Regions from separate parts of the Mustela erminea genome. Here region 1 is linked to region 2. A link is a contact called in public Hi-C data. All regions are on one chromosome and are shown on one strand. The core of a region is the stretch at or near the end of the contact, and the rest is flanking DNA. Distances in the headings are between cores, read along the strand shown. Region 1 holds the start of BHLHE40 (class E basic helix-loop-helix protein 40). Region 2 overlaps ITPR1 (inositol 1,4,5-trisphosphate receptor type 1).

What was found. A called contact is a pair of places that touch in the nucleus more often than the background predicts.
Region 1: a Hi-C map of fibroblasts shows a contact between it and region 2, with 4 times the contacts expected there. The contact joins the promoter of BHLHE40 here to the enhancer-like site in region 2. A contact is called at or near these places in 2 of 3 Hi-C or Micro-C datasets (fibroblasts and spleen).

Annotation. Positions count from the first base shown.
Region 1 is chr1:47,284,134-47,287,381 of mMusErm1.Pri, reverse strand. It overlaps BHLHE40 (class E basic helix-loop-helix protein 40), which reads right to left and starts at 1,458. Exons shown (of 6, transcript XM_032325834.1): 1 at 1,353-1,458. All of the region lies in intron 1 of LOC116579902 (a long non-coding RNA gene), which reads left to right.
Region 2 is chr1:47,048,816-47,052,409 of mMusErm1.Pri, reverse strand. All of the region lies in intron 38 of ITPR1 (inositol 1,4,5-trisphosphate receptor type 1), which reads right to left. Among named protein-coding and RNA genes, the nearest start is that of ITPR1, 220 kb to the right of the region's middle. Within about 2 kb of position 2,174, the one cell type or tissue checked has open chromatin away from gene starts, as enhancers often do. A contact at or near this core is called in fibroblasts, where this site is marked.

The DNA of each region.
Region 1 (3,248 bases), core at 209-2,708, 240 kb before region 2:
CTGGTGGGGGGCGCGGAAGCTGGAAGGGGCCGGGGAGGCGCTGGGGCCGGGTAGGGGGGAGGTTTGGTAACGTGGGCGAACCTGCCCCAGGGAAATGAAGTAAGTTCCCGTCTCCTGGGAGGGAACGGGGGAGGACGGATCCGCCCGCGTCTGACTCAAGCCGGGAGAGGAATATCCCCTCGCTCGCTCCAGCCCAACCCTCTTCCTCCTCCCCCGCCCGGCCGGCTCCGAGGAACCAGCGCGCAGCGGAGGGAGTCGCCCGGCCCCCCTGCCCTCCCCAGAGGCTGGTGTTTCTTTCCGTCCCGGCTTCCCCGCCCCCACCCCTCAGCCGGGCGTCCAGGAATTGCCCGCCGTGGGGAGGGGCCGAGGGGCGGGGCGGATGTCACCCCATGGGAAGCGGGCTGGCAGCCAAGCGCAGGGGCAGCCGAGGCCGCCGCCGAGCACGCTGCGCGCACCTGACCGCTGAGCGTGTGCGCCACCGGCCCCTCGCTCCCCCCTCGCTCCGCTCCTGGTTAAAGCCTGCTGGCCGGCGGGTGCCCTCTTGCGCCCCCGCCCCCGTGTATCCCAGTGCCCACTTTAACCCCACTTGGGTTAGTCCGGCACCGAAAGACACCGGGCGCGGTGCCCTGCGTTTCCCCTCCCTACCCTGTCCCCTCCAGAGCAGAGGCTCCCGGGTCGCCTCCCCTCCGGCTGCAACGTTACACAACTGCGGCGGCGACGCCTGCCCTGCAGCAGCACGGGGCGTGACGCTTCACGTGGCCACAGCTCGGGCCACAGGGCCTCCGCCTGCGAGTCCCTCTCCGCCGCCGGTGGGACCCAGGCCCCGGGGACGCACTGTGCCCGCCGTGGTGGGCTGTCTCCTCGCCTACCAGGAACTTGGGCGGCGCTGTTGGCGGTCTGCACCCGGGGCGGGAGGGAGGAGAGAGTCTAGAAAAAACTATCTGTCCATCATACTGAAATTTTAGCGTTCATTCAGTGGATACACATCAGCTGAGCCCCCTCCAGGGTGCCGGGCGTAGTGACCGTTGCTAGAGCTACTGTGGGGAATCAAACAGATTCTGCCCTTGAATTTACAGGAACCTCTGGCAAGAGCATAAATTGGGCAACGAGGGGAAGACAGCCCTGGGAAAATTATATAGATGCCACTGGCTGACAGGGGAAAAAAAAAAAAGATGTTTGCTTTGTTTTGTTTCAAAATTTATTTAATACGGACTAAAATGCGTGGGAAGAGAAGGAGGAAGAAGCTAACCCACTGCCCTGAGCTTGGGGCAGAAACGCCTCCCCCAAGCAGCCCCAGATCTCCGCAAAGCGCGGGCGGGGGGTGGCGGCGCGCGCGGAGGGGGGGCACTTACCTCCCCCGGCAGAGTCCGGTCTGTGTGACCTTCTAACTCAGCCTGGAGCAGGGAAAACAGCTGAAACTCCAAGCCCGCGGTGTGAGCCGCGCTGATGCAGTCAGAGGAGGGAGCCAGTGGAAATTCATGACTAAAATAAGGCCTGGCTGGGGATTTCACTGACCTCTGCGCTGCCCTGCCCTGCAAGTTCGGGGAGTTGAGAGATGACTGTAAGCGGTTCCCACCGCGCCTCGGGTCAGTCACCCCGATGCTGAGTGGCCTGGCTGTGGGGAAGGATTGGAAAAAAATTAAAAAAAAAAAAAAAACCCAAAATGGGGTCGCCCCTGGGACTGGGTGAAGCTTCGCCTCGGGCGCAATTTGGGGGCTGTCAGTCTTAATTGGCAGTGACCTTGACAACCTAGAGAACTGGGATTCACACTTTGACCAAACTGGGAGTGGATTTCCTTCAGGTCGCTTTGGAGAGCTCCCACTTCCTGTTTATGTTTCACAAGCGTCGAACTCATTAGCAAGTGTGAGAAATGCCTCCTTTTCTAAGTGCTAACTGGTGTGACCTCTCTTGGGGGCTCAGGGATTCTTCCCTCCCAGAATGTACTTTTGCTGGTTTCTGTTATCAGCCATCTCTAGGGAGGGAATGACTGCACCGCAACTTCCTGCTGGGAGGTAGGCACAGAACCACAGGGGAAGGAGGGGACCCGCCGGTCCGGGTTTGTGCTTTCAATCTAGGGCGACCTGCTTCATTGTGCGACTTAAATAAGGGTGAAGGATTGTCATGACTGCACCAAAACCCCAGTTCCACCAGGAAAGAAGCACGGTGGGAGGAAGGAACACATGTCCCTGAACTGTCATATACCCTGCTCCCTCCCATGCCAGACAAGAACGCAAACATTTCGGCTCCCATGGCCCAATGTCATTCTTAGAATGCTTTGATGTTATCAGTACTTTTTGTCTTTACCTGTTCTACAATTGGAAATAACAAAAGGTCTGCCTTTCCTGCTTTTTGTTTCAAATGTGTTCTCAAGCTTCAAGAAACACCTCTAAATAGAAAAAGAAAGAAAAGAATCTCCACCCTATCAAAGTTCTCTTGTCTCCAGATTTTATATATTTTATACCAACTGGTCCATTTTTCTTTTCTCAGTAGCTTGTGATTATTTTTTCATTAATTTAAACAAAAATAATTCCTTCCCAACCTGCATCTTTCCACCCTGAAGAGTCTTAAAATTTCACTGTCATCTTTGTAGATACTTGTTTAATGCTGTTTTATTTTTTAGATTGTCCATAAAAACTTTGTCTATGTTAATTCATTTAGTCCTCACCACCACCTTATAAGGCAGGTATTAGTCATTTTTACATCATTTAACACATTTATTGAGAACCACTATGTGCCAGGTGCTGAATTGGGTCCTTGGAGTATATGTGTTCTCTTAAGGAAACTGAGGCTCAGGGAGGTTAACTAACCTGCCCCAGGTTATGTAGCCTGAGATTAGATCTGGAACTAGACCCTAGGTTTATTTGGCTCCTAAGCTGGTACTCTTAATCATTATACTTTTGGCTGCCTGGTAAGGTTATATGAGTTGTGCACTGTTCAACTCCAGGGGGAGCCATTCACATCATAGTCTGTGAGAGCACCCTCTAGAGTTGTGCATTTTAGCACTGAGCCGCTGCACTGGGTAATTCTGATGTTTTGTAGCCTGTTCTGTGTTTTGTTTAAGTATAGAGAGAACATAATTTTGTACAGGAAGGACAGGATTTTCCTTTTCTTTTCCTACTGAGACTCAGGATTTTGAAGGTCTGATGCTGTGTGTTGGGGAGAGTCTATAGTGTTACCTGGTGCCTTCCCATGTAGGAAGTTAGAGCTCACCGCCCCCTGCATGTACCCATACCTTTCTTGCTCAGATA
Region 2 (3,594 bases), core at 925-3,424:
GTTCTGACCTGGAGTTCAAGGAGACTGGAGCAGCTATTCTTTAGGACTTCTTCCAGTTAAAACATTAAACAATGCTTGGTATATTTTCAGTAAACTTCATTTCATAATATCTAACAGCAAGTTCCCTACATATAACACAACGTGCTAGGACATAAAATGATTTCAGGCATAGCAAAGCCCAAACCATATCTGGCACATGATTTGGCAAAAAAACAAAACAAACACCAAAAACAACAAAAGCCAAGGGCCTTTACCAGTACTTTCTTCTAAGAGGATTTCAGCTCTATTTCCTTGAGGATGAGGTTATTTAATGGCAGTAAGTTTTGAAAAACAGAAGCATATTTATAATAAGCTATATTGTTCGAATAAGATAAAAGCTACAGCGGTGCCTGGGTGGCTCAGTGGGTTAAAGCCTCTGCCTTAGGCTCAGGTCATGATCTCAGGGTTCTGGGATCGAGCCCCACATTGGGCTCTCTGCTCAGCAGGGAGCCTGCTTCCCCCAACCCCTGCCTGCCTCCCTGCCTACTTATGATCTCTGTCAAATAAATAAATAAAATCTTTTTAAAAAAAGGCTACATAAATACAAAATATAAGGCCCAAACCAGAACATAATGTTTAATAATGAAGTGATTTTTCACAGCACATTTTTAATATTAATTTTTTTTTCATGAAAGGGCATCCTTAATGAGTACACATTAAAGAGGTATATGTTTTGAGAAAATGGTCATGTCTGAATTTGGGCAAGTCTTCCTGACCTTAGTCCCAGGCGCTGACACCTCCAATCAAGGCAGAGCCTCCCAAACCAGCAGGTGATGAACAGTGGTCTGATGTCGCCTGGTTTTGAACTTGGAAATCTACTATTGCACCCTATTGCCTCTCTGTATTTCTTTATTGATCTTATGTGTCAATTGAAATCTTTTGCACACCTCGTCTAATCAATTGACTAGCTTTTAAGTAGGAATTCAAAATGAATCTCAAGTCACTAAATCCCAAGCAGCCTTCTTGGCTGAGATCACAAATGAAGTCCCCGGAACCACGGTACTTGAGTAGTATCAAATATGTGCTTGTGAGACACGGACATGCTTGCTTACAACATGTAACATACCTAACATTTTATCTTAGGATAGAATTCTACTATAAATGAAGGATATCATACCTTCTCATCTTTAAAAAAAAAAGGCCCTGGTCTTCCTAGAGTTACTATTTAGTGTATGTATGTACAACAGTGTATGTATGTACAACCGTACCCGTTCACATGCATACATACGTTTCACGTATGCCTCCAAAAGGATAGTGCAGACCACAGCCTTATAAAAAAAATAAAATAAAAAAACAAGACCTTTTGTTTTCCACTGCCAATTACATAAATCTTTCCGTTAACCATGGGATTCTAGAATTTTCCTCTGAAAGATAAGGTCTTCTTCTATGGACCATCCCCAGCAGAAGCTGAATACAGTTCAAGAAACGACAAAATACTATGGCTCTCCTATTCAGCACATCAAAGGGAAAGTATGAACTCCAGCACCCGTGAATTGGCCTCCAGTTCCTCTTCACCCACTCAAAACCTCAGAGGAGGGAAACCAACCAACTAGCCAACAGCAGACAGGCTTGCAAATATGTTTGCTGGGACCCATTTTTCCTGAGCCTTTGCAACCCACCTTGAGAGACCAGAAAGCTTTAAAGAAAACTGAGCTAAAATATGTGATCTAGCATTTTAGCAGAACAATTTTAAACCTTCACATCTACTAACACAATGCCCTTTATTAATGGCATTTGTTTTTAGGAACCAAGTAAGAAGTAAAAATTTAGCCCCGATGATGCAGTTTCACCTTTACAGAACACGTTCATCGGAACTCAAGAGCAGAATTCATTTTTTAAAAACGCATTCTGACTTGACTAAATTATACAATTTCAGTCACCGTGGAATAATCTCAGCATCAAAACACAGACACAGACCCACAAACGCACACACCCCCCAACCGACCTCCCCATCCCTCAAAATCCTCCTGCAACAGCTTCTGTGTGCTCGGAGTTGAGCTCGCTTGCTGTATAGTTGCCGGTGTCTAACAGTAAACAGCCCTGCTGCATTTATTGGCAATTACTGCTGAAGGTCACACATCAGCAGTGAGCCTAAATTCCAGGAAAAAAAGCAGCTCTTATGTAACTGCCGCCTGAATGTTGGCAGGTACCCAAACCCAGCAGTTCACAGCAATGCAAAAAAGTAGGACACCTCCAGCCGGGGGTTCGATGTCATAAGCACGCCCCCTGAAGGTGAAACTGAGTAATTCTTGTGTTTCTCTTTTCTCCCCCTCCTGAATTTTAGAGTTCTCCTTGGGTGGCATCCTTGGGTTGTAGAAGAAGCTCAAGGTGGGATGAGTTGAGGGCTCCCTTGAAGCAGGAGGCAGTCGCCCTTAAACCAGTGGGAATGCCACTCTAGCTTTTCTGTTGCGGTGCAGGAAGGCCAGGTTGCTAGCTGACACCAGTGGCGCTGAAGATTTCATGGTTCCAAGTGACAGTGATGAAATGGGGATCCCATCTCAAATAGGAAGAAATGCTGCTTGCCCCACTGAGCTACAGCACACACTTTCCCAACACACCACGCTCCCTGCCACAGACACATATGTGAAAATGAGGCGGATTATGGTTCTGTCGTACAGACTGCACCTCAGGTTTGAATACTGGATTGAAATCAATGGGTTGGTTCGCACAGCACTTTACAGTTCAGAAAGGTGATTCACAGCACTTGACAGTTTAGAAAGCTGCTGGTGCTGCCCACCTGTTCTCACCTGACCTCCTAAGCTCTTAGGTGACCTCCTTACTCAGGTAGAGGTTCCCAAATTATGGGTTCCCATAACCCAACCCCAGGTACTTCTCCACTCTGGCAATTCTCATGACAGCTGTCACTGAACAGTTATTTGTACTACTGGCCATCTCCGCCACATAATTGTGGACTTCAGAAGAGCAGACACTGCCTATTTGGGGGCATCACCATAGTCCTTCCCCCTCACACCATGCCTGGAATGTAACAGGTTTTCAAATATTAGTCATATAACAGAGTATCTTTAATATCAACTGATATCCATGTAAAGCCTAGAATGGGTAGGCAATGGGAACTTTTGGGGGGTGATGGAAACATATCCTATCTTGATTTCTGTGTATACGTATGTAACAATTCATCAAGCTATAAATGTTAAGAGTGAGCTGAAGGGACACCAACCCAAGTATGGTAGTTTCCTTATCCCCTCCACTCAATCTGTACCCCATCAACCAACACCCCAAGTAAAAGAGAAAATTAAGGGGGTAGGATAGACACTGTGCCTCTTTATTTGCCAAAAGAAGGAAAGAAAGAAAGAAGGAAGGAAGGAAGGAAGAAAGGGAGAAAGAAGAAAAAGAGAGAAAGAAACCAGACCTCCTCTTCCTGGTTTCAAATGAATTTTTGTTCTAAAAGACAGCTGGAGGGCTCCATACCGTTCCCTTTCCTTACGGGGACTCCGTGACTCTCTCTCCTTTCACCCTGATTTCTCAGGGCACTGACAGAGACACAGAGGGGCTCTGCTTTTTCACAAGTCATTCACAGCACGTCTCCTTCCTTGA